Linked DNA regions of Anas platyrhynchos: region 2 is linked to region 1. The links are chromatin contacts, called in public Hi-C maps. All regions are on one chromosome and are shown on one strand. The core of a region is the stretch at or near the end of the contact, and the rest is flanking DNA. Distances in the headings are between cores, read along the strand shown.

What was found. A called contact is a pair of places that touch in the nucleus more often than the background predicts.
Region 2: a contact with region 1 is called in a Hi-C map of subcutaneous adipose tissue, with 1.9 times the contacts expected there. The contact joins the promoter of BRAF here to the enhancer-like site in region 1. A contact is called at or near these places in 3 of 8 Hi-C or Micro-C datasets (liver, skeletal muscle and subcutaneous adipose tissue).

Annotation. Positions count from the first base shown.
Region 1 is chr1:60,321,159-60,327,666 of IASCAAS_PekinDuck_T2T, forward strand. It overlaps BRAF (B-Raf proto-oncogene, serine/threonine kinase), which reads right to left. Exons shown (of 19, transcript XM_072038935.1): 12 at 5,817-5,901; 13 at 3,349-3,525; 14 at 1,791-1,837; 15 at 1,074-1,192; 16 at 202-333. Among named protein-coding and RNA genes, the nearest start is that of NDUFB2, 23 kb to the left of the region's middle. Within about 2 kb of position 3,088, at least 1 of the 8 cell types and tissues checked has an H3K27ac peak or open chromatin away from gene starts, as enhancers often do.
Region 2 is chr1:60,382,586-60,389,093 of IASCAAS_PekinDuck_T2T, forward strand. BRAF (B-Raf proto-oncogene, serine/threonine kinase) reads right to left here and starts at 3,131. Exons shown (of 19, transcript XM_072038935.1): 1 at 2,708-3,131. The coding sequence starts at 2,851.

The DNA.
Region 1 (6,508 bases), core at 1,838-4,337:
AAAAAAAACCCTCGAGAGAAGTGAGTAAATTGGTGTTATGTGGCTGAGGCAGATCTAAATGTAGAAACGTCATCTCAGAACATCAGAAACACAAATGGAACGCACAAAACAACAGAATAGGCACTTCACAGGACTATATCACTCTTCTTCAGGCCACAGCTGACTGAAGTCAACCCCTTTTCAAGCCCATGCTCTTTTTACCTGGTCCCTGTTGTTGATGTTTGAGTATGGTAACTGTCCAGTCATCAGTTCATAAAGAACAATTCCAAACGCATACACATCCGACTGAAAACTGTACGGGTTTTTGTCTTGCATCCTTATAACTTCTGGTGCCTGTACCACAAAAGAAAACAATTAGGAAGGAACAAAAGGAAATATTTCACCACGCCAGGCTGCACCTTGCATACCAGAAACAAAATATGGACTTGTCCAGAGTATAAGAGGTGCAAGGCCCGCTCCTGGCTTCAGGTGTTACTGAGTTCTAATATAGAGGGGATAATGACACAAATCTCAAAATCTGTATCAATAACCAATCTCTCATTGCTTCTATTTAGCTTGGTTATCCCTTTATTGATCTATGACAGAACAAAGTGACCCTGTTCAGGCTAAGAAGATATTTTGAAACTAGAATTATAACAGCACTGAAAATAATGTCAACTAACAGAACCTTCAGTTTCTTCAAGTGGAAAAGAAGAAAGATGAGTTGCAACAGAGGTCATAACTATACTTCTTAGAAGATTTAAACAGTTTGCATGACATCTTCAGAATAACCATGTGTGAATCCTTAAAACTCAACCCTGAATTGATCACATCCTTCCTTAGGCAATTTTTTTTCCTGTCAGTTTAACCCTCAGTACAGGGGAAGACGACACTGAGGTTTGTTTGTTTTTTGTGACTATTGGAAAATATGCTTAAAGAAAAACTGAAATTCACTTAGAACTTCTAAGTACTGCTTGGTCTTTCCAGCTTCAGATAGTTTGCACGTGTCCATGCACTGGAAGGATAGCCTGAGAAAGCTTGGTCAGATACCCTTAAATCAGTTAAAACAGACACACCACCTCCCCTTTACTTACCATCCATAGAATAGATCCAGACAACTGTTCAAATTGATGAGATCCACTCCATCGTGATTTCACTGTAGCTAGACCAAAGTCACCTATTTTTACTGTGAGGTCTTCATGAAGAAAAATATCTAAGTGGGAAATGTTAAGGGAAAACAAACAGTACTGGTTCTGTCCTCCAAGAACAATAAACAGCTAAAAACTTGCAACTTTAGACATAACAGTTTTAACCATTCATTACCATTATTGATTAAAGAAATTTATATAATACAGGTTCTAAGCAGCCAGCATGATGAATTATGGTACTGTAGGGTTACATATTTAATGACTAGGCCAGTGCTGAACAGCCTACAGCCCAGGTGACTTTCTTGAAACGCCAAGTACTCAACCACTGGAAGCTGAATACACTCCACGAGTGAAATGGAAAAATCTTTCATTACAAGTAGAAACCCAATGATGTGAAATTCTTTGTTAAACTGCAACAAAACGCGCTATGTTATTGGAATCACAGCAATAGGCATAGTAAGTATTCATTACTTTTCTACTGATTATATAACGCCTTCTCAACCAAATTTCAATTCAACAAATAATCACACATGAAGAGGTTTTCACTTCAATAAGGTCATTTCTGGCAGGAAAAACAAAACAAAACTAGTAATAATAATAAAAAAAGAAAAACGAAAAAAGAATGCTGTCATATTCCAGAATCACATCTCCAGGAAAGGATACTATTACTCTTGAGGTCTCTGTGGATGATTGACTTGGCATGCAAATAACTGAAAAGGAACATCATAGATTAGATGGGTTAGATGTTATTCCACTAATGAACAGCTCAAAGTTCATTGTATTACCAAAACACAAACTCTGTAGATATCCAAACTGCACACGTTTGTTAAAGCACTAAAACATCAGCAATCCATGCAAGATCTTGCAACAGTCACAGGAGAAAAGAAAAACAAAATAAAGCTTAGATTTCCACCTCCAACCTGTTGTTACTGAAGAATAAAACAGCAATTACACGTCAACTTCTGCTTTTCAGTTGCCTAAGTCAATATTCAGAATCCGAACTAAAGAATGTCAGTAGTTTTTGACATGCCATTCAGTGCTGAAGGCTCTGCCTCCCAGCCTTGACGGTGACTATCATGACACTTTGTGGGGTAAGTCACAGCTTTAGCCTAGGTGTTTCCAAATCATGGGACCTAAAAGTGTTTCCAAGTCTCTATGTGTATCCCATGACACAAGCTGACTGTTTTTTAGTTTGGGACTGGAAAAGAGAACCCCTGATTGCAGAATGGATAAATAGACTGCAGGGAGGTCAGAGGAGAGTACTTGCCCCACAGCATAGATATAGCCTAAATTAGGCAACAAAGCTGTTTGTTTAATCTATTGGGCAACACAGCTCTTTGTTTAATCACTGAGAGTGGCACAAATCTGTGGAAAAGCCCCATTTTATGTTCCTGCCTTGAATCACACTCAAAGAACAGTTTCTGTATCTCCACTACCTACAGAGGGAGCCTGGGGATATCAGCAGGCAAATAGAAGGCTGAGGCCAGTTGCTGCAAACATCTCCCAACCTCTTGACTGAAAATATAATTGAATACTCAGTGGAAAAAGTGCACGATTAACTGCAATCGCCATTCCAGCTGAAGGGTGATTTTTCTGTCTTACATCAGTGTTCTGATTTTGGCATACAATATTGGGCTAGTTTTGTAAATTCCAATTCCCTCCATTGCTGTCAACGGGAGGAAGGATTACTTAACACAAAGTCCTTAGAACAAAATAGTTATGTTTTCTTCAAATGCTGAAATCTATTACTTTATTTAGAGAGCTACAACACTTATGAGAAATATAAAAGAAACTGCATTCTTTTCACTAACAGGGCTGTCTGCATTCTGGGTTATCTTACACAGTTCTGTACTTTCATTTGCAGGGTGTTTCTTTTTAAATTCTTACCCTAAGTCTATCTGCACTGTGAAGACCATAAAGCCTTGAACAGAAATCTTTTCTCACAAGATTAAAGATAATTACAGTGTGGTTAAACTTGCGTTCTTCTTTCAGAGACCATATTCCTTGATTATGTGTACTTCTCTATGTTCCAGAAAAAGACCCTGAAGTCTATTTTACTGATCAAAATAATAAACTCTTCAAATACTTTGATTAAGGCAGGACTCTGGACTTGGCAAACTGACAGACAGCTAATCTAGTTTGCCAATGTCAGTCACAGTGTGAAAGAGATACACAAACACTGTCACAACACTCATTTGCAAAGAGATAATAAGAGACTTACTCCATGCCTTGTGCAGTCTGTCGTGCAATATCAATTAGTTTAATCATTTCAAATTTGGTCTCAATGATGTGTAGATGGTGATATAAACTTGACCCCTCACACCATTGGGTAACAATAGCCAACTGAGGCTTTGTTGAATAACCCATAAAAAGAAGGATATTCACATGCCGTGTTTTCCTGTTGGGGGAAAAAAAAGTATATCAGGAGAAAATTGATGAGGGAAAATAAACAAACAAACAAACAAATACATGTAAATAAACAGGCAGAACCAAATGCATCTTTCCAAACAGAAGGTCTTCGGTCAATCTCAGCTTCCCCTAAGATAATCCATTTCTAGATTCAGTCTAATGAATTATTACAGCCTATAACCTTTATTGCTGAATTAACAAGGAGCAGGTATTCTGGAGCAAGCATTGCTTTCTCTTGATTTTGCAAAAAAAAAACAGCACAGGAATGCTCAGAAAAATGCTCAGAAGATGCTATCACTAAGTCTATGAGGAACATTGATTGTTTGAAGGCAGGCCTGGTCTTGTGTAACCTTAGTTCAGCCATACATGTTGGTGCCCATCAAGCAGAAGGATATCCCAAATGAAATTCCAGTCTTGGTGACTTCCAGGAAATGCAACCTTTTCCTTCAGAAACAATCAACATGCTTCCTTGACAAGGCTTCATTTTTTTTTAGTACTTTGATAAAAATCATTTACTTTCTGGAGCTAGCACATGAAAAATCATGGGAACAGGTATGAAAACTGTACCTCTGTAAAGTTACGATACTCTCTATGAACTTGTTTCCAAACAGTACTGGGATAGACTGGGGTTCACCACAGAGATTTGGTCACATTAAATCAAACCTCTTTCAAAGAAGAAGAAACTAGACATAAAAACTTCTCAAAGCATAATCCCAAGGTTATCTCAGCAGATATCCCAGTAGAATCAAGGCCTTGAAGAGTCTACTGATACATTGTAAAATCTGAAAGATTCTCCTAATTCCCCAGGAACTCAATCACATTCTTAGTGTCATCAAATGGACATGAAGAAGAACTAGATTCCACCAAACATTCCAACTAGAGATCACAAAGATGAGGCACCTAAGCATTCTGGAGTCTTTCTTAGGTTTCCCAGAGGCTGAGGAAAAAGCAATCTTCCTTCTACACAGCTCAGTATTGAAGGCAGCCTTCTCACTGCTTGAAGAAACCTAACAGACCAAACTTAAAACCTGTGGTAACTTCTTAAATCTGTATGCTGTGCTGTTTGTTGGCAGCTCTTTATATTTTCTTATATTAAAAAACTACCATGAGAGCCTTGACTGTGACCCTGTTAGTCCTCTCAGCAGTGCAGGCTAGGACAGTTCTAGACTATAAAACTGTGCCCTTTTCAGGTGTGAGGATCTGTCAAGTGATACTGCAAGTAAACTGCTGAGTAAACAAAAATAATCAATTTCTTGCAAATCCTATCTCAAGGAAGTACTGATGAAGCATAATGGGAAAGGCATGATGATGGGTGTATCTGGCCTGTCTGGGTCAAAGGATAGGACAATTGACCACTTACTGTAAATGCCAAAAGGATCAACAGAGAAGGGCTAGACTTCAGCCACAGGACTGCCAGGAGAAATCCAGACTAGGTATGGACTACAAGATTTTTGATGCTATGCTTTGGGTTCCACTAAGTTCTCCTGAACAGATATGCCACAAGGCCTCTACTTCCACAGCTATGGACTTAGGAGTTTCACCATGCACTTTATGGGGGACCCTCCTCCAGCACAGGCACCCAGCTCAACACATCAATTTTCCAGAGCCAAGAAGTGTCTATTTTGTTTCATAAAACAGAATTATGGTTAAGATTGTAATTGGATGCTAGTGGTATTCCACCAGAAATACTGTATGGTGTCACGTTGATAGATCCTCTAGTGAGAACTGAACCCAAGACAAATACTTCATTTGAGAACGTACAAGCAGCAGACAGGAGAAAAGAAAATCAAGAAATGACTATGAAAAAAAAAAATTACATTTTTTTCTGAGGAGTCAATGCTACTGGTTAGAAACTACTGAACAATTGAAAACTTGGTCTGTAGTGTAGCTGGAAAACAGCAATTAGGTACACTCTCCTTCAATCTCAGAACCTGGATGAGAGCAAAAGTCCCAGAAGTTCACCTATAGGCTTGACTGTCCTATGGGTACCACAACAGCAAAAAAACAGTCTGTTTTGAGTGTTTGGATATAGATATACTCATCATCAGTCTACATATGTTATTCGGTATATCTATACTCAGACAGAAGGTATGGATATATGAGAGAAGGACAAATTAGCAGTGGATAGAAATGAATGTTTTAAATGGGAAGTTATACTTTCTATCCCAATTATCATCATGAAGGAATATGACCAATGTAGTCTAATAGAAATATGAAACTCAATGATTACAGAAGCATAAATTTACACAAATGATTTTACGCCATTAAAAATATTCTTACCTGAGCACTCCTACTTCATTTTTGAAAGCCTGTAACTGTTGAGGTGTGGGTGCTGTAACATTCAACATTTTCACTGCCACATCACCTTTAAAACAAATATTTTAAGTAAGTACCATTGACATAGATTCCACAATTAAGAAAATAATGTACAGAAAATCGGAAATACTGAGATTATCTATTTTCTAGCTTTAGTGAAATAAACCACTAAAATATTAATAGTAAATATTCTGTAAAAAGACATGGATATTTCAGTCTTTCTAGTAACTACATTTCATTGAGAAGAACACGCAAGAGTCAAGTTTCTAAACTGTTTGCAGTTCTAATATTACTTAACACAGTACTTTTGAAATTTAAAAAGTATTCTTAGGTTACAGAATAGTTGAGGTTGGAAGTGACCTCTGGAGGCAATGTTGTTGAACCCTGTTGCTTAAGCAGGGCCACCTGGAACCTTTCACCCAAGGCCATGTCCAGACAGCTTTTGAGCATCTCCAAGGAGGGAGACTCCACAACCTCTCTAGGCAACCTATTTCAGTGCTTGGTCACCTTCACTGTAAAGAAGTGATTCCTCATTATCAGACAGATTCTCCTGTGTTGCACTTTGCGGCCATTACCATGCTCCATCCTCTTTCTACTCTCCCTTTAAGTATTTCTATATAGAGAGACAAGATCTCCCTCTGAGCCTTCTCTTCTCC
Region 2 (6,508 bases), core at 1,881-4,380, 61 kb after region 1:
TCAGATAATTTAAGTCTACTTTCCTGCTTCACTATCCCTAGTCATAAAGGAAAAGGACTGATAGTAACCTGAAACAATCTCCTGCTACCATTTAAAATCACTACACCCAGCACTCATGACCATCAACCCAGAGAACAAGTTATTTGTTCTCTTCTTGGCATCTTCGACAATTTCCATTTCTTTTTTTAAACGACCTCAATTTTTTCAGTCTTTCCTCAAAGGTCTGATCTAACCTCTCGTTCCTTTTCTCTAGACCCTCCCCAGGTGGACCACGTACTGCTTGAAGCTGCAGCCCGAAGACCGACCAAGTGCTCAGCAAAGGCCTTTCTGCTGCTGTGCAAAACATAACTCTTGTGCTATCTTTTGAGATACGCTCCTGCAGAACACTGGCCATGAGATGCTTCATCTCCAGCCGAAGCATAACTTGTCCTCACAGTTAAATGGGATGGCAATCCTGACTGTAAACTTAGCTCAGTCACTGAACACAAGTGCAATGAAACTTAATTGCAATTTTGGGAATACATTTCATGTTGAATTTCAAAAGCAACAAAGTAAAAAATGCTTCTCTTTCCAACTTTCCAAAGAAGCTGCACATTTAATTGTCAACTCTTCAGTGAATCGTATTAAAAGTTATTCTAATTCCCTGCATGATAGATTCCCCAAGTGCTACTGCAACAAAAATTAACGCCGACTTTTCTTATCATACCAACGCTACTTTATGAGATCCTACCAGTTATTTAAGTTCAGAGGCATCTTTTCATTCTATTTTTTTTTTCCTTCTTCTTAAAAATGTTTTGCAAGATTAAGGTTTCTAAATATATAACTAGTATTTATGCAGGATCAACTCCAGCATTGCCACCTAGGAAGAGATCAGCTCAGGGGCTCGGTTCACAGCTTCCAGTCATTTTTGCCTTCCAAAGAGCACTTGAGGGCACAAAGCTCCAAGTACAGAAAATCCCATTTGAATTATTTAATATTGGTGTAAATAATCTCTAGCAACAAGATCAGAGCCTCTCCTCCCGGCTGTCTCACGCACTTTACTACATCAGCAACCCCACAACACTCTGAAAACCTTCCATCCAGACAGTCTCTAGTCCTGACAACTCATCATGGGGTTGCCAAAGGCCAGCCTCCAAGCCTCTGGATGCCAGCACTCATCGCAGGCCTCCTAATACCAGAAGCAGGATGATGAGGGGAAGAGAAAATTTCCTCCTGGATTCACTTGCCCCTACTCTTTTCAGGTACTTTTTGGTGGCATAAGGATTTATTTCCCAAGTGTTCTGTTTGTATAAGCGCACACGCAAGCGTTCTTCCTAATCTTCAATCATAATGTTGAAAAAAATTGCTTTAGCAATTATTATACTCTTATGTAATGACTTTGTTATTTGAAGATTTTTAGTACCAGCTCTCAGGATAGAAAAGGCAACTTCTGAAGCACTACATTCATTGTTCGACTACAAGTTGGCCATGATTTGAACGATACGGCGTCAACTTGTTTTGCAAAGCCCCGAGCCTTGAGTCGGTAAATAATGCTGCTGTAGTTTCAACCAACACTTGATTATGATCTTGATACATAACACCTCCTTTACCAGAGGACTTCAGCTGACGAGTTTGTGTCCGCTTACTTCAAGAGCTGTCAAAGACTCTTCTTGGTTACCCGCCTCTTAAAACGAGAGGCTCAGTGCAGAACGTGAGGCTTTCCTCCCAGAGGCCAGGAGGGCATTTCCTGAACGGCCGTGGAACTAAAACCTGTCCTGGCATCCCCTCCAAATAAGCCAAGTTACGCTCCTTGATGCACTCCCACAGCAAGGTTACTCCTAAAGCCCAGGCTTACGTTCTCTTGAAGAAACAAAACAAAACACTAAAACTGGCACTTCTATTAGAGCCATGAGTCAGTTATGTGCACCTCAGTATTCTTCTGACTTAAGTTACCTCAAATTTGCATTAGAGTTTATGTCGGCTTGTTTTTGTATTAAGGACGGCTTCTATTTTAACCTTATCAGCAATTTTTTGGTCTTGAGTTTTATCAAAACTACTTTTAGCTGACGTAATACGAGTGCTTAAGCCATAAACAAAAGTTAATTACCTATGACTTAAGGAAGAACGAGTTGACTGGAGAACAAAACCGCTTCAAAAAGCAGAAATTTTAGCACCGGCTCTGCCTTAGACCCGCGTGTTTCATTATTTCCAACTTGTAGATAACACAGCAAAGGCCACAGGCTCCTTAACCACGTGTGTATGGACCCATGGCTGGGACGGGGCAGCCTCTCGGCCAGCGGGCGTGCCAGGTACCAGGCTGCTGCTCTTCCTCTCACGCAGGGCCATAAGATATTCAAGGGAAAGAAAAGCAGGAGGACAAAACCCTGCAGCATGTAATTTAGCATTTGGGGTCAAACCTGCCAACCCACGCTGAAACATTTTGGAGGTGCCACCTCCTTTGGCATGAGGGCTGCTCTGAACAACCCCCGTCTCCTGCCACAGCTCTCTGCTCTCCCCTCCCCTCCCCTGCCGTCTGCTGACCCCCTCAGCCGTGCTGATACCACAGGGCCACAAAACACGCCGGTCGGTGAAACCATTCCACGGGGATTTGCATGATTTTGGGGTTTTTATGGCAATTCACCCCCATGCAGAGCCGCACCAGCCCCGTGAGGCGATGCGATGAGAGCCGCCCCCCCCCCCGTTCCCTGTCCCCCCCTTATGTCCTCACCTCCTCGGGGATGGCCGGGTCCCCGCCTCCCCCCGCGCCGTAGCAGGCGGCGAGGGCAGCGGCCGCGGCCGCGGGGGGCTCGGGGTCGGCGTCGCCGTTGAAGAGCGCGGCCCCCTCAGCGCCGCCGCCGCTCAGCGCCGCCATCTTGGCTGCCCGCGCCGGGGGGGGCGGGGGCGGGGGCGGGGCGGGCGCCGCCGGGACGGGCCCAGCCGGGACCCGGAGCGGGACGGGAGGGGAGGGGAGGGGGGGAAGGGGGAGGGGGGCGCAGCGCGGGGATCCCGGGGCAGCTCCCGGCGGCGCGGCACGCCCGGGCCCGTGACGTCACCCGCAGTCGCCGCCGCCGCTGCTGTCGCTGCCGCCGCTGCCGCCGCCGAGCGCCCGCCCGGCGCCTGCGCCCGCCCCGGCGTCACCGGGAAACACCCTGACGTCACGGCGCGACCACCCGTCGCCACGGGAACCCGCGCGGCCGCGGCCACGCCCACTCGCACCCCCCCGTTAAGCCACGCCCCCTCAGCCCCCCGCCCTCCTCCCGCCTTCCCGCGCCGCAGCGCCCCCTGCCGGCCGCACCCCCCCTATAATGGCGGCGGGGGCGGGGGCTGAGGCTGAGGCGGGCGGGGTGCTGGGCACCGGCCCTGGCTGGGTGGAAGGCTGTGGTGCTGCCAACAGGGATCAATGTGGCGGTTTCCTCTGAAGGAGCTTCACCCACTCCAGTTAAAATAGTTGCTAAAAGCATCTCTGTCTTTCCCAATGATGTTTAGGCCTTGCCCTGCCGCAGCCCGGTGCTGCGTTTTCAGGCCCCTCAGCTCCCCCAGGTAGTCTCAGAGAGGCACAGAGCAGCCCGAGCTGCAAGGAACCCACAGGGATCACCCAGTCCACCTCCTGGCACCACACACGCCACCCCAAAAATTCACCGTGTGACACAGCGCACAGTGCGAACGCTTCCACACATCTCTCCCGTCACCCAGCCAGCTCTGCCTCATCTGGGGGCTTGAAGCAGACCCCGCTTCCCAAATGTGTGTCCACCCTGACGTGTATTTCCTTCACAGATAGCCAGGTTTTCTGGAGAAAAACATCAGCTCGCAGGGTGGGAGCTGCAAGGTGCCTCCATCCTCTGCTGGGAATGGCAGAGGAGCGGGGCTGGCACACGAAATGCCCCTACAGGCTCAGGAGCTGGAAGCCACCGCTGCTCCCCAATGCTCGTGCTGGGGGAGCAGCTGCCCTGCTGTGCTCTTGCAGACATGGCCAGCACGGCCCTGATCCCCCCCAGGGACAGCACACGGCTGTTTAAAGCAAAAAAACCTGCCCCGTGTCCAGTCACTGCATGCCACACCCACTGCAATGCTGCTAACACACACTGCATTCGCTCACTCAGGTGTTTTAAGTTGCTTTCTTGCTGAAAACGCTTTTATGAGAAACACGAAATTGGTAACTATATTTTAATGGGTTGCAAAGAAGAGCTGGCGCATCAGAACAACGATCTCAGAGCACGTAAAGGCTGTTACATCACAACTTGATCTATCTTACAGTAGTCAATTAAAACACTAACTTGAAACATGCAAGTGCAAACATTCTTATCTTTGTTTTGCTTCGGTTGTGAACACTGAACCATACAACTGCTTAGGGTAATAATCCTGATGACAGACTTGGGATTTATATTTCACCTTTCACACAGGGGCCACCAGCGTGTCAAAGCATTTAGAATTCAGTTCGGTAACAGTAGTGGTGCAAACTGGTAAATAAATGCAACATTTATTTACAGTATGAACTCATCAAAAATACCATGTCGTCTACAATATGAGATCCCATAATATGAGAGATGAAGCTTTGGACATGAATTTAGCAGTGGGTCTTTTCTACACAAAGCTACACAGTATTAAACACAGGAACACAAATGAGAAATAACCAAAATGATCTCATTAACATCTAAAGGGATTTTATCTGACAGATTACACCCTCCTCATACAGAAGTCTAGGATTTTTTTATGACAGGTGGCCTGCAGTGCAGTCACCAAAACGGTTGCACAAATGCAAGAATCAAATGTACAATATTAGCAGCTCGCCGAGTTGAGAGATTTCTCTCTAATAGCCACTTTACTGAAGAGGATAATTATCAGCAAATCCTGCTATGAGATGAGAATTCGTAATGGTAGTGGAAAGTGTGCACGGACTGTGAAAAATAACACATGTGCTGAGGTCAAATCTCCCTGGGACAAATTTCCCTGAACTTCTCAGGGAAAGAAGGCAAAGGTAATCTGAAGTGGCTCTCCCAGTACACATCTCATTGATGTTAATGGCAAAGCTAACAGAGTAATATGTGTCAGCCAGCAGATTAAGTGCCATCATTTCAAAGAAATTTACACCAAGGGGTAATTTAGTCACAATGTACAGAACATACACACAGCTCTTGTTTTATTTCTCAAGCAATTTATCTCCAGGACATAGCTAACAGTAGAGTTAGTAGGCTATTATCAATCTGTAACTTACAATGTCTTTCCTAGTGCTTTTAATAATATTGCATCCCTTCATTCCTGAGCTTCTGTTTTGTTGTTGTTGTTGTTGTTGTTGTTTTTTTCTTTTCCGGTTTTGTATTCACATAAACCACATTTGCTAAATTCTGTTGTTACATTTGATGTTCCACATGAAGAGCTACAATTCTGAACCCTAATGACAACTGGTGATCAAAACTAGGAACACAGCAACAAGTTAACATCAAGATACATGAGGTAAACAGAACATTTTTCATTTTTTAATTTTTAATAAAGAACATAATACTATTGTAAAATTTGGTTGTGCAGGAAGGAGGCAGAAATCTGTCACTTATGCTATACTCTCCTTTGTTTGGGAGAATGCACATCTGATGGTAAATGGAATTTCTTACACTTCTATGTGGTGGAACCTTTGGTGTCTATGCTTATTCCATCATGATGAAAGATAAATTAATTTTGAACTGTGGCTTTCCTGGCAGCAAGCAATCCTATCTGGTGAGAATTGATACCATCAAAGTCTTTTACATAGACTAGTTTTTATTATCTGCACAGGTCAAAATCAAACTTAATATAGATCTGGAAGATTGTTTTCTTCTATCAAATGTGCGGGCAACTCGGGGCACTGTCTAGTTGATTCCTGCAATGCAGCACAGCCTGTTTGTCTGGTATTGCAGCAAGTAATTTATACTTGCAAATGCAAAACCTGCCACCTCCCATCAATCTCGTAGTTATGCATTGACATTTAATCATCTTCAGAATTATTTGATTCAGATGAGAGAAAAAGTTTGCTTGTTAAAAGACACAGACATTTCAGCTGGCTTGCCCACCAGAACATTTTTCTGATCTAATCAACACCTGAACCTCAAGAGAACAATGTTTCAGTGAGTCAGTAAAAAATCAGATGGTTATCTGACAGCAACCATCTCATTGAGAGCATTTGAATACATCTTTATCCTTTCCCTCAAAAAAGCAGTAGTCTTAATGAGATGCTCCGAAAAGAGAGTATCCAAAAGGACTATTAGATGAAACCTAGGATTGGTCTCGTTTTTGATTTGCTTTCCATAGAGAACATTATCTCAAAAACAAAACAAAATAAATTAAAAAAAAAAAAAAAAAAAGCCTTCATAGTTTACTGGTGTAACAAAAACTTCCAGTTTCTTAACCAAAAAAGAAATCAGATAATTTGCATATTATGATAATAGAAATTGATTTCTTAAAGTGGTGTGAAAATTCTACGTAAACTCTGGATGTCAACGGTGCCCTTAAAATTTGTACTGATTTTCAAAAAACACTTATCCTTTTTACTCCTCCCCCC